Linked DNA regions of Sus scrofa: region 1 is linked to region 2. A link is a contact called in public Hi-C data. All regions are on one chromosome and are shown on one strand. Each heading gives the region's core, a stretch centred on a gene start, on an enhancer-like site or on the middle of the called end of the contact. The rest is flanking DNA. Distances are from core to core; before and after follow the strand shown. Region 1 overlaps PEBP4 (phosphatidylethanolamine binding protein 4). Region 2 holds the start of CCAR2 (cell cycle and apoptosis regulator 2).

The links. A called contact is a pair of places that touch in the nucleus more often than the background predicts.
Region 1: a contact with region 2 is called in a Hi-C map of embryonic fibroblasts, with 2.2 times the contacts expected there. The contact joins the enhancer-like site here to the promoter of CCAR2 in region 2. A contact is called at or near these places in 1 of 5 promoter capture datasets (liver), 14 of 47 Hi-C or Micro-C datasets (adipose tissue, embryonic fibroblasts, epiblast stem cells and 8 more) and 2 of 2 datasets of contacts at active chromatin or transcription factors (alveolar macrophages and skeletal muscle).

Annotation. Positions count from the first base shown.
Region 1 is chr14:7,002,323-7,008,521 of Sscrofa11.1, reverse strand. The region is part of intron 3 of PEBP4 (phosphatidylethanolamine binding protein 4); the gene reads left to right. Among named protein-coding and RNA genes, the nearest start is that of EGR3, 57 kb to the right of the region's middle. Within about 2 kb of position 1,336, at least 23 of the 83 cell types and tissues checked have an H3K27ac peak or open chromatin away from gene starts, as enhancers often do. A contact at or near this core is called in adipose tissue, embryonic fibroblasts, omental adipose tissue and 2 more, where this site is marked.
Region 2 is chr14:6,855,524-6,861,868 of Sscrofa11.1, reverse strand. It overlaps CCAR2 (cell cycle and apoptosis regulator 2), which reads right to left and starts at 1,817. Exons shown (of 22, transcript NM_001206340.1): 1 at 1,430-1,817; 2 at 1,040-1,135; 3 at 672-763; 4 at 173-264. The coding sequence starts at 1,097.

The DNA of each region.
Region 1 (6,199 bases), core at 87-2,586, 150 kb before region 2:
TCTAGCCCACACCCGTCAAGCTCACTAACTGCCTTCGAGGGCAGGGATGCCTGATCTCCAGGCCCAGCTCTCTCACCAGGCAGCTGTGCAACCTAGCACAGGCCGCCTTCCCTCTCTGTGCCTCCCTTTCCCCCCTGGGAAATGGAGTCAGCAATGCCCACCCCCTCCGCAGCCCACATGGGGCGCTGGGAGAGTGGATGAGATCATGTCTGTGTGCTACTTGGCGGAAGGAAGCAGCGGGAGGAGAACAAGGTAGTATTCTTTTCTGGACCTCACTGGGCAGTTGCCATGAAGTTGCTGTGATATACAAGCCTTTCAAAGGCCTCCGGAACCCGTCCCAGGAATGCCATGGGAAGGCAGTGTGTCAGAACCAGCTTGGGCTTCCGAGTAGCTGGGGGGGTGAGTTCAAAGCCCAGCTCAGCCACTTACCAGCTTTGGCAAACCACCCAATTGCTTTCGGCCTCAGTTTCCTCTCCTGTAAAATGGGAATAACCCTAACCACAGAAGGTTGTGTGGTTAAGGATTAAATAAAATAATGCCCGGCATTCATGACTAAGAACGCTGTGGGCCTTGTCAGGACACCTCTTTGTGTTTCTCCCTGGACCATCTCCAGATAAGCACAAATGTCCTACCGCACCCCTTCAGGACAGCCTCAGCAGGAGGGACGAGCTGGCCTTACCAAGCTCCTCCTTTTGAAAAGTGAGAACCGGGGCAGTGAGCACAGGCCTTTCCCAGCATTGCCCAGGCAGCCTGTGACCCACAGAGTGCAGGGTCTGAGGCCAGAGGACTGGGTGAGGCCGGGTGGTCCCTGGAGCCCTGTCCCCTTGGGCAGTGGGGGAGGGGCCCCAGCCTTAGCACCCAAAACTCTCAGCCCGGCCAGCTGTCCAAGGGCAGCAGGCCCCAACACCCTTCACCTCACCAGGTGCAAAGTGAAGGCCTCAGTGAGCCCCAGGCAGAAACGAACTGTCCTGGGGACAGATAGGCATAAACTGTCCTCCTGGTCTCTTTTTGTAGGACAGGAAGGGACACAAAGTTGGGGGATTGGACGCATAAAGAAAAGGTCTCATCGGAAAGGAGTGGTGATGGGGCCGTGGTTGAGGTTGCAGCCGAGGCAAGCAAGGAAGCTGAGAGATCCTTCCAGCAGAGGGTGTGAGAACCAGCCACAAAGCGGCTGAGGCCTCCTGCAGCTCACACCAAAGCTGCTGAGCCAATCTGGCCGACGGTCTGAATTAGTCACCAGTTTTGACAAGGAGTTGCATCAGTTACATAACAGCCTCCCTTGCTCTCCAGTGGGTCTCCTGAGCTGGGCTCTCTCTGGGTGAAGGTGCTGGCTGGTGCAGGGTGAGGGGGTCACCATGTGAGAGCGCAAGGGCCTAAGTTTCCGGCAAAAGTCCTCCCCAGGCCTGCTCCGGCCCTGCAGGGCCAGAAGGAGGCGCCAGCTGTTCACCTCCTGTCTGAGTCTTTGCCACCCTGCCTCCTGAGCAATCCCACGCTAGCCTTGCAACCCTAAGGCTCTGTGCTCTAAGCCTTAGCAGGAAAGATGCCTCAGACGAGGAGTTAAATTGTTCCTCCACTCACGGCAGCTCAGAAGCCCTCGGAGCACTTCCCCTGCTTAATTGGTTATAAGACATCATTATAATAATTATTATCAATAAGCATTTAGTGAGCACCTTTGGTTGTGCCCTGTTCAAGGTATTGGTGGGGCTACAAAGGTGAATAAGACACATGTATGCAGCAGCAGAAGTAACTTGAAATTATAACGCCTTTCCTCCAGAAGGAGAGCACTTTCCATGAAAGAACTCAAAGCCATGACCCCCACTTCCTGCTGAGGGTCAGATGTGATCCCTGCATTGAGGGCTGGAGAAACCAGCCTTGACCTGAGAAATGCCCGGAACAGTGTAGGCTTCTCGTGATCGAGTGGATTTATCCATCCACTGCTCATGGCTAAGTGAAGAGCAATAAATGTTTAACAGTATTAATAATGGGTGATGGTGATGATGATGACAAAAATAATGTCAGAGGAGTTCCCATTGTGGTTCAGCAAATTAGGAGCCCGCTAGCATCCATGCAGATGCAGGTTCAATCCCTGGCCTTGCTCAGTGGGTTAAGGATCCGGCATTGCCATGAGCTATGGTGTAGGTCAAAGACGAGGCTCAGATGTGGCGTTGCTGTGGCTGTGGTGTAGGTCGCAGATGCAGCTCCAATTAGACTCCTAACCTGGGACTTCCATATGCTGCAGGTGCAGCCCTAAAAAGCAAAAAAAAAAAAAAAAAAAGAGCAAAATAATAATAACAATGTCAGAGAAGAGTACATGTGTCCCATTCTGCCCCCAAGTCCTTGGGACTTCAATCCTTCCTTCCTTCCTATTGGCTTTTCTGTTACACTCACAAGATAATAGAAACAAAGGATAGAGGCTTGGGAAACATTTAAGAATCATTCACACAGACTCCAAGCAGGACTTGACTAACTGGTCCAGGAAGTCACCATTACAGCAAGTGGGTGAACACAGGAGTCCTGAGTGAGGTGGGGGCTTCTTGGGCCCATCCTCCCCTTCCCAAGCCTGATTTAAGGGATAGTCCCCAGCCCAGGCCCCAGGGGATAATGGTAACTTCAAAGGCCCATTCCCTGCCAATCATCCTTCCAGATTTGTGACAATTAAGAACCAGCAGAGATCAGACCTCACCAGTCCAGCCTTCCCTTTGTACAGCTGGGAACACAGAGGCCCAGACAGGAGAAGTGACTCAGTCAGGGCCACACAGCAGAGCTGGGACTCCAACTCCCACTCTTTTATCACACTGTGAAAACCAGCAGAGGTGATGGAGAGGACGGGTGAAGGGGAACTGTCAGGGGCCCCCACTTGCAGATTCCACATGACCCACAGTTCCTGCCTCTCAGGCTCCATAGCAAGCAGGTGACAGCTTTGCACAGAGGAGGAGCAGCTGCCCCAAAGAGGACATGTGAGTGGCCGTGATGCCAAGTCAGTGTGTTTCTAGAACAATGAGCCTTTCCTCCGTGCTCAGCTCCCTAGAAAAGAGCTGAAGGGGTAAACTACCCTTAGGCCCACAGGCAAATTCCTGGTGAGAATCGAATCCAGCTTCTATCTCCCAGCAATCTCTCCGGGTATCTACTTGAGATGAGCTTTCCCAGCAATATTTACAGCCAATTAGAGAAAATTAAAGGACTAACTGGGAAACCTAGTGTCAGTCTAGGCCACACAATCGCTCACTCATTCAGCAAACTTCACCGGAGTCTCTGCTGTGTGAGGATCCACTGTGAAGAAAATAGGGTCTCTGATCTTAGTACCTCCCCATCTAGTGGGTAAGACAGGAAAGGAGCATGGGGAGAGAGGGCCATCTGGAGCTGGGAGGCCAGGCAACTGCAGAGCCTGGGTGCTGGGCAGCTGCTGAGAAGCCAGGCTGATGCAGTCCCGTCCATTTGCTTTCGGTTTTCTCTTTGCCCATCGTTCTTCCTCTCCCCCAAAGCACAGATTGCTTTTTTTTCCCCCATGGAAACATGCCCCCTCAGCATCCTCTAGCTCCAGCCTCTGCCTTCAAACTTTCCTTTCCCATCATTTTCCCCATTTGGGACCCAAACTGAGCCTACACCCTATTGATGAATGGATAGATGTAGAGGTTGTGGGGAGGAGCCCCACCAGACTCACCCAGACAGATGTGCTCTGTCCCCCGCACAGCTGTCCGGGCAGCCCATCTGCACTCACTTCCTGCCTCCCAGCTCCAGCCCCTCACACCTCCCACGCAGGGGCGTGGGAAGTCTGGTCCCAAAGCCAGTGTTGAGCACCCCCACCTCCAGCACAGCAAAGCCAGTAGCCCAGGACCCCGGCTCCCACCCTCTACCCTCCCCCACTAGAAATGGTGGCCTGGAAACGACTTCAGCAAGGTGGCTCTTCTGGAGGGCTCTGCCTCAGGGTTCAACCTCAGGCTCTGGGCAGCTGCGGGAGCCGCCCAGCTCTCTCGTTCTCCCAGCGCCATCTGTCTCTATGAAACACTCTGCAGCATCGCTGATCTGATTTCATTATTTGGTCAGAACTAAAGTGCTCTGCTTTGCTCTGGCCAGGTGTCTCCGAGGGAAGGGAAAACTATTTTCAAAAAGTTTGGGGTGCTCCCATGATGGCTCAGCAGGGTAAGACCCCAACATTGTCTCGGTGAGAATGCAGGTTCTATCCCTGGCCTCACTCAGTGGGTTTAGGCTCTGGCATTGCCCCAAGCTCCCGTGTAGGTGGCAGGTGTGGCTAGGATCTGGCATTGCTGTGGCTGTGGTGTAGTCCTGCAACTGCAGCTCCAATTCGACCCCTAGTCTGGGAACTTCCATATGCTGCAGGTGCGGCCCTAAAAAGAACAAAAAAAGGTTTGGTGTGAAAAGACGTCCCAGCTAAAAGTCTACCCCAAGACCCCTATACTGTTGACTCATTGTCAAAGTCCGCATGGTGCCGCCAGTTTCGATGCTGGGAGGTGGGAGGAAACGGGAAGTCTCGAGAAGACATGACTCCTCTGGAAACCTGTAGGTTTCTGGGATGCTCTCAGTTCCCTCCTGGCTCCCGAGCAGGGTGTGTGCATTCTCTGGGGCTAAAGGGATGGTTCAAGCAGCTCTGCAGCTCCCTGAGCAAATAAATAAATAGGAGTTCCCGTTGTGGCACAGTGGGAACGAATCCAACTAGGAGCCATGAGGTTGCGGGTTCAATCCCTGGCCTCGCTCAGTGGGTTAAGGATCCAGCGTTGCCATGAGCTGTGGTGTGGGTCGAAGACGCGGCTGGGATCTGGCGTTGCTGTGGCTGTGGTGTAGGCCAGCGGCTGTAGCTCCAATCCAGCCCCTAGCCTAGGAACCTCCACATGCCATGGGTACAGCCCTAAAAAGCTAAACAAACAAACAAACAAACAGAACTGTAGCCCTGTAGCCCCCAGTTCTGGCTCTGTACACAGTAGGCACTTTTAAGGGTGTGCTGAACTGGACTGCCAGGCTACTCCCTGGCCACCTGCTTGCATCAAACAGGCAGTGGGGAATCTAATTAACCTTTTCTTGCTCTTAGGAAATTCGAGTTGTGCAATCAGGAAAAGGAGAGACATGGCTGTGATATGTCTCCATGATGGAAAATGAGGATGATAGACTATTAGAGGAATGGGAAATTTGACTGTAAAATTAACAGGTATCTCCTACTCAACTCAAAAGTTTTTCTTCAATACTGTGTCCTAAGGCAGTGGGAGTTAGGGAGAAAAAATGATAAATTGTTCTCTTTTCCTGGAAACAGAAATTTCTTAGGCGTGTACACAAACCCTAGAATCCTAGACCTCATGAACAGTGGGATTGCCCGGGTGGGAACTGGCTTCTCCAGGCAGAAATGAGCCCCAGAACAAGGGCTGGTGCCAAGAACAAGAGCAAAGAGCTAACCCGGCCTGTCTAGTTGCAAGAAGGTTTTGTCTTCCCTGACTGCCATTTTTAAATGAAGAGAAATTCCAGTTCACCTCACTCTTCCCATCACCTCCACGGACATACACAGCCTTTGTATGTGACGTAGGTCAGGCAGCACTAGCCTTCACCAGGCTGGAAGCCCATTAACCAGGGATGTTGATTCAGGTTTTTCAAACTGCTCACTTAAGCTGCCTCAGGGTGACCAGACAATTTTAGAATTAGGTTACTTTATTTTCAGTGTTTTTCTAAGTATCTAGGAAAGAAAATCTCTTTCACAAAGACATTCATGTCACCATTTTCCACTTGACAAATCTGGCCACCATAGCTATGGCAGAGTCTTTGAAATTCAGTCCCAGCCTGAAAACTCTGATCACCTGATGCTTCTGAGCCTCATGTAACAGAAAGAGAAGGTGGGTGAGAGATGGCTGATGACAAGAGGGATGGATGACAGCTGGGCAGGAAGGCAGGCTGATAAGCCTGCAGCAGGCAGAGCCCCAATCTTCTCCAGGGTCTTTGCAGTAGGCTGCTTGGCGAAAGGAGAAGCACCTTTGTTTTAGGAATGGTAATTGATGCCCCTGTAGTTTTAAACAAGAGCAACTCAAGGTTTTCTGTAAATATGTGCACACACACACACACACACACACACACACACACACACTCCCCTCCTCCTCCTCCAAGGCAAGGCTCCTTTCCACTAGCCCACCAGGGATTTGGGACTGCTCTCCCTACTGCAGATTTAAGAGAAAGAGACAATCCATGTTCACCAGTTCACCCA
Region 2 (6,345 bases), core at 568-3,067:
GGAGAGAAACCCTGGCCCAGCCACCCTGACTGTCTCTATGAGGACTTTCCCATCAAGATTTCTCACACCACGCATAAAAAAGCAAAGCAATGGCTTTAGAGGGGACCCACCAGCATGGTGACAGAACTAAATCCAATAAGCATTTCCGGAAGAGGACCAGCCTCAAGCCTACCTTAGCTGAAAAAAGACCTCTTCGTCCACCACCCCAAAGTAGTCGTGCAAGCTTGTAACAATACCAGTGAAGACCCGCTGCTTCTCCCCACCCTGTAAGAGATGAGGGCAGTTTAAAGGTAACAGGGAGCACCTGTCCACACTCTGCCACTAGCATCTCATCTTTATCCATCCCCACCCCAGCTCGATTAGAGTACCGCATGGAGTTTCCTATGGAAGAAAGCATACGTGAAAAACAGGCATATCTACTGCCCAAGGGGGTGGGGGGTTCATGCTGGAAGGATTTTCAGTTCTTTAATTCTAAGAAGCACCCTAAAGATTTTCCAAGAGCCAGAACCTAGGGCTCCCCAGTCAGAGGTGCCTAGTCACCTCCAGACTGCCCCAGGACAGGCGTGTCAGGAAGGATGAACACTGTGATGTCCGAATGAATGCACTGGGCAGCCATGCACTCTGGGGTAGCCCCAGGTGCTGAAACTCACTAGAGAGGATGCCCAACCTACCTGAAGATGCCTGGCATTTTGAGACAGGTCTGTGGCCACAGGAGGAGTGAGCAAACCAGGAGGAGGACCCAGAAGAGATGTTGAAGCTGCGCCTATTGTGACAGAGAAGCCATCTAGGAACAGTACCTACCATCCAAAGTACTAGAGGCAGCGAGAGGATACAGTAAACCCAGAGGGCAAAGTGGATCCAAGCAAGTTCCACCCAGGGTTTCGCTGACAACCACTCTGGTCATCTCCTATTTTCCTAAAAAATATCAGCAGCAAACTGCACTGCACCAGGGAAACCCCAAAAGCCTCATTTTAAAAGAAGACTAACTCCAAAGCCCATACTTCCCAGTATGAGGCCAGGTAGAGATAAAGGTGATCACCTGAGAAGTTGCGTCCCCCTGGAAGCGGGTTGATCCGCTGGCGCTTAAACTGGGACATTGGGAATGCTGTCCTCTTTCAGAGTCTTGGGAAAAAACCTTCAATCGGAAAAGAAATTAACAGCTCACAGAGAAAATTCCCATCTACCCCCCAAAAGGAACTAAGGGTCTTAAAGAAAGTGGCGAGATGAATACTGAGAATGAATGGAGAAGATGGATGGAGAGAATACAGAGGAGCAGGAAATGGAGAAATTACAATGTTCCAGTGTGCCCTCACAGTAACCTAGCGGTGGGTGATACTGTATTGCTCTTTCAAAAACAGGAAACTGAGGCTCGAGGGACTGAGACTTGCCCAAAGCCACATAACCAGGTAGGGACAAAACCAGGACTCACACCCAGGTCTCCGACAACTTAGCGCTCCTCTCACCATGCCACGCCACCCTCAGATGGTTGGGGAGAGTAGGGGGTTGGAAAGAGCCCCGGTGACATTCATTCATTCAAATACATCCGCCAAAAGCTCCACGCAAGGCCCGGAAAAATGGAGGAGGCTGGTGCCGGAGAGATGGTGTGGGCCCTCTCCCCGGAAGCCCGGCCCGTTGTTCCCGGACGGGTTGGTGGGAAGACAGCTCCGTGGCCCGGCCGGACGCGAATCCGGCTGCGCGCCCGCCCTCCTGCTCCCGCGCTCCCTGGCCCTCGGCTCCTGCCTCAGCAGCCTCCAGCTCCTGGTCTACCGGCCAGACAGCGACCGGCCACCGTGGGAGGACGAAGGCGCGCGGTTTCTCCTCCTCCCGCCCGCCCCCAGGGCCGAGGCCGTTGCCAGGGAGACGGGACTTGCAGTCCGAAGGGGGGCTCGGCCCCTTCTGCGCCCGGTGCATCTTCGCGGCCCGGCCCTCGCAGCCCCTCGGCCGGGGGAGAGGTGAAGGGGCAGAGGGGCGACGGAAGGCCCCCCAACCCACCTGCGGGCCAGGGCCGCGACACCGGGGGGACAAAGACACCCGGAACCACCACAGCCGCTGCTGCCGCCGCCACCGGAAGCGCCTCTCCGGAAGAGCGACCACTGGTCGGAAGCTGCCACTCTCCCGGATATGGTCCCTCCCTCCTCTCCACCGACCTCTCCCTGCCCCCACGCCGGTCTGCCATCCCGCTCCAACTGCGGAGCGGAAGTGCGCCTTCCCCCGTCGGATGCGCGTTAGGAAGGCGTGTCTCGGCGGTGTCCTCGCTTAAGTGTCCCATTAGAAAAGCAGGCTTCAGAGAATTGGTTCCTAGTCCAAAGACAGCTGGAGCTGGACAGCCCCCCTCCCCCAAAAAAACATAAGGGAACACCTACCACCCCCACATTGGCAAACCCCAAGATCGCAGCAGCAACAGAACTAGTTGACTTCCTCCTGACTGAAGGCGGAGGATCCCTAATCAGTGGCCATCTCTAGGAGAGGTTCCAGTGCCTTACCCAACCAATGGGTAAACCCCATCCCTAGCCCTACCCTTCCATTGACCAGGCACCCACACCCACACACACTTCCCATCCTCTGGGTACCTGCAGGAGACTATGCTTCCCCCCATCCTCAAATAACAAAGAGCTAGGAACCTAATCTAGTAAGATAAACATCCATGATAATTAGGTATACATTTATAAAGAGGTCTTGTGGTCATTTTCTTTAGTTCTTACATCAACCCTTGGGGAACAGGCAGGTCTGGAACTGGTGTCTTAATTCTCAGATTTGAAACCTGGGGAACTCCAATGAAATGACTTGCTCAAAGTCTTGCCATTTTAGTACCCATTAGCAATACCAGTTCCCCCTTATGCTCTTACCTTCCCATCATCCCTCCTGTTTAGCTTCCCTCCAACACCCTTTCCTAATCATTTAACATGCACGAAGCACTTTGAAACAGCTTGATCTCATATTATCCTCATAACAAGCCTGTGAGGTTGGTAGGGCAGGCATCATTATACCATTTGGGAGATTGAGAAGGTACAACTCAGAAAGGTTAGGGGTTTTGTCGAGGTCTAATGGCTAGTATTGGCCCCTGGTTTCAGCTGTGATATGGAAAGGCTAGTAAGGAGTAAAGCAGCTGAGAAGAGACCTTGAAGATTACTCTGCTGTTCTGCTTGCTGTCTTGACCCTCCCATCCCTGGCGCAGTCTTCAGGGCCAAGATTTGGCCAAGGGACTGCCCTGCTCTGTCCTGGTCTGGTGAAACAGAGCAGAACTCCATGGTCCTTTCCCACCATGTCTTCCACCTGCTTTTGTCTGTAGAAATACTTTGGCCAAAGGATAAGTTTAATCAGAGACATGAGAAAATACAGACAGAGGAAAATAAGGCCAAATAGCAATGGTTTACCCATTAAAGAAAGCCAAGGACTTTTAGTTCCTCCTCAAAGGCTATAGATAATATTCTGAGCCATATCCTTCCAGCTGTCTTTTAGATACTGAAACCCTCATTAGGTGGAAGAACTTAACTACATAACTACCAGGCCATAGCCATGACATAAGCTGCCACAATTCCAAGAACTAGCTCTTCAAAGAAATAGGAATAAACCGACCCTAGAATTGAAGATTAACTGTACTTAAGATGACGCTGGTCAGTCCACACTGCAGGACCAATTTCAGGATGACTGTCAGAGCTGACCATACTGTTTCTGCACCCAGCCCCCTCCCTCCACCTATACACCCCGGAAACTCCCCTTTAAAAGCTTTTGTCAGAAAGCTTAGGCAGTGGGTTAAGATCTCAACTGCAGCAGCTCAGTTCACTGCAGAGGTACAGGTTCAATCCCCTGGCCTGAGGCAGTGAGTTAAAGGATCTGGCACTGCCACAGCTGTGGCTTGGATTCAAGCCCTGCTCCGGGAACTTCCATAAGCCACAGGTGTAGGCATGAGGAGGGGGGAAAAAAAAATAGTCTTTCCCTGCTGGTTGTCAGTGGGGAGAGTCAACCTTCGGACATGAATCTGCCCTCCTCCCCAGTTGCTGGCCTCCAAAATAAAGCAAACTTTCCTTTCCACCAAGTTTGCATCTTTATTGACTTTAGAGCAGCTAACAACTGGACCCCACTTTCGGTGGGCCTGCCCACGCAGTATGAGAAGGCAGGACTCCAGCTCAGTAAGTGTCCGCTCAGGAATGAAGGTCAGTTCCATCCTTCTGCAGTCACTTCATCCTGGAAGACTGACTTTTTTTTTTTCCCCTCTTTTGTTCTTTTTTAGGGTCGCACCCACAGCAGATGGAGGTTCCAGGCTAGGGGTCAAATCAGAGCTGTAGCCACCGGCCTACGCCAGGGCCATAGCAACACCAGATCCAAGCCGTGTCTGCGACCTACACCACAGCTCCAGCTCACGGCAACACTGGATCCTGAACCCACTGAGTGAGGCCAGGGATTGAACCCGTAACCTCATGGTTCCTAGTCAGATTCGTTTCCCCTGCGCCATGATGGGAACTCCCGGAAGACCGACTCTTTGAGTGCATGATTCCAGAAAGATGGTTGGATCCAGTTGGATCCAGCCAGTTCACAACACTGACAGTCCCACAGATATATACATATATATCATTTTGCATAAATATACATCTGCGATATGCTGGGTGCCGATAGATCGCCGTGCCAAACACACTCCATGGGTGCCAGATAAATAAGTTCACATTGCCTAAGCCCAGGGATTTCTGGCAGTCAGGGAGGAGCCTGAGAGCTGCTGCACCTGAGGCCTCGCAGGGGCCCAGGGCTCCTCGGCTGCTCAGAGAAACTCAGCCCTCGCCTCAGAGAGGAAGGTGAGGTCAGCAGCTTTTCCCGGCAGTGTCCCGAAGCAGCAACAGGGCAAAGGGCGAGGAGGAGGACTTCACTGCACTCCGCTGACCCGGGGTCACGTCCCTGCCTGCACCAAGAGGTCTCAACACACTGAAAGGTTTTTGGCTCGTTGCTTCTTAACCACTAATGATGGCATAAAGGTCTTCCGGAGGGGGTGGCACGGAGGCCTGTCAGGGAGGTCACCTGATGCAATCCTGTGGGGAAAGAAAGGAGGCACTAGGCTAGGAGGCAGAAACAAAGGCAGCGATGCCCCAGAGTTGACCAAGCATCGTGAGAAACCTGGGGATAGTCATTGACATGGATAATTCCCCCTGGAGAATTATTCAGTAAAGACCCCCACCCCGATCCCCCAGCATCCACCTCGGAATCCTGTACGCCCTACCTTGCTCTCCTGGGAAAACCTGGGGAGGTGACCTAGGTTTCAGCCTTGAGGAATGAGGGCTTGCTGGGCTGACATGAGGATTTCCCATCTTCCGGTCCTGGCTCTGCCACTGACTCACCATGTGGCCTTGGGAAAACAACGTCCCTCCCCTGCTCAGTCCTCATCCTCCTATCTGCAGATGGGGCACTTTAACTGCTTTTTGGTTCTTCCAGCACCCTCTCCAAGTCTATGTCTCTCAGATTTTGCAGGGACAAAGGAAACTAGTGGCAGTGTAATCTCAGCAGCCTAGTTCATCAGGCTTCTCCCTCTGCCCTACTCTGGGCTGAGCCCCAGGACTCACCTGGGGGCAGGGCCATCAGGAGGGGCAGGGGGTTCAGCAGGTCGAAGGCTCCTCCACCGGATCCGGTTGAGCAGGACCTTGACCTTGTTCCAGTGGGAGAGATCCCGCTGAGCAGAGGGTGGGGGGGGGTGTCACCCAGAGCCCCTCCCCACAACATACCCCTGACCAAGCTCCCAGAGTTAGTTGTCATCACAGCCAGGACAAGTCACCTGCTCCAAACAGGAATCCTCTCATTTTCCAGCCTTCAGGGTATCCACGCATCCCCACCCATCCTGCCACCTGGCCCCACATATATCCCTCCCCTACCTTGTGTCCCTGGGAGGATGGAAAGGTATGAGCTGGCTCTGCCGGGGCCTCTGACAGCCTGGGAGGCCTGGCACTGGGCGCGCCTGCCTTGAGGGGTGAAGCTGTTTTTGCTCCTTCAGAAAGAGAAGCAGATTACTCAAGGCCAGAAACAGGAAGCAACCCGCCCAGCCCAGGGCTCAGGAGGTCTGCTGGTGGAGCCCTGGGCAGGCAGGACACAGAGGGAGACACAAAACCCCTCACCTGTCTCTGTTTGGCTGAGTTGCTCCCATGGCCCATGTACCTCACTGCCTGGGGTGTGAGAGGGTGGGAGTGAAGGGGCCAGGGCCGACTCCTTCTCCTCTTCAGGATCCTGTGCACAGCAGAGATGGGCCTCAGGGCCTGGCTAGGAGGCCAGAGCTGTTCTGAAGGGCATCCTGGTTCTGGGGGTTCCACCCCTCCTCCGCCTCCCCACTCACCTGCCCGCCTGCTTGCCTGAGCGCCCACAGCTCACTCA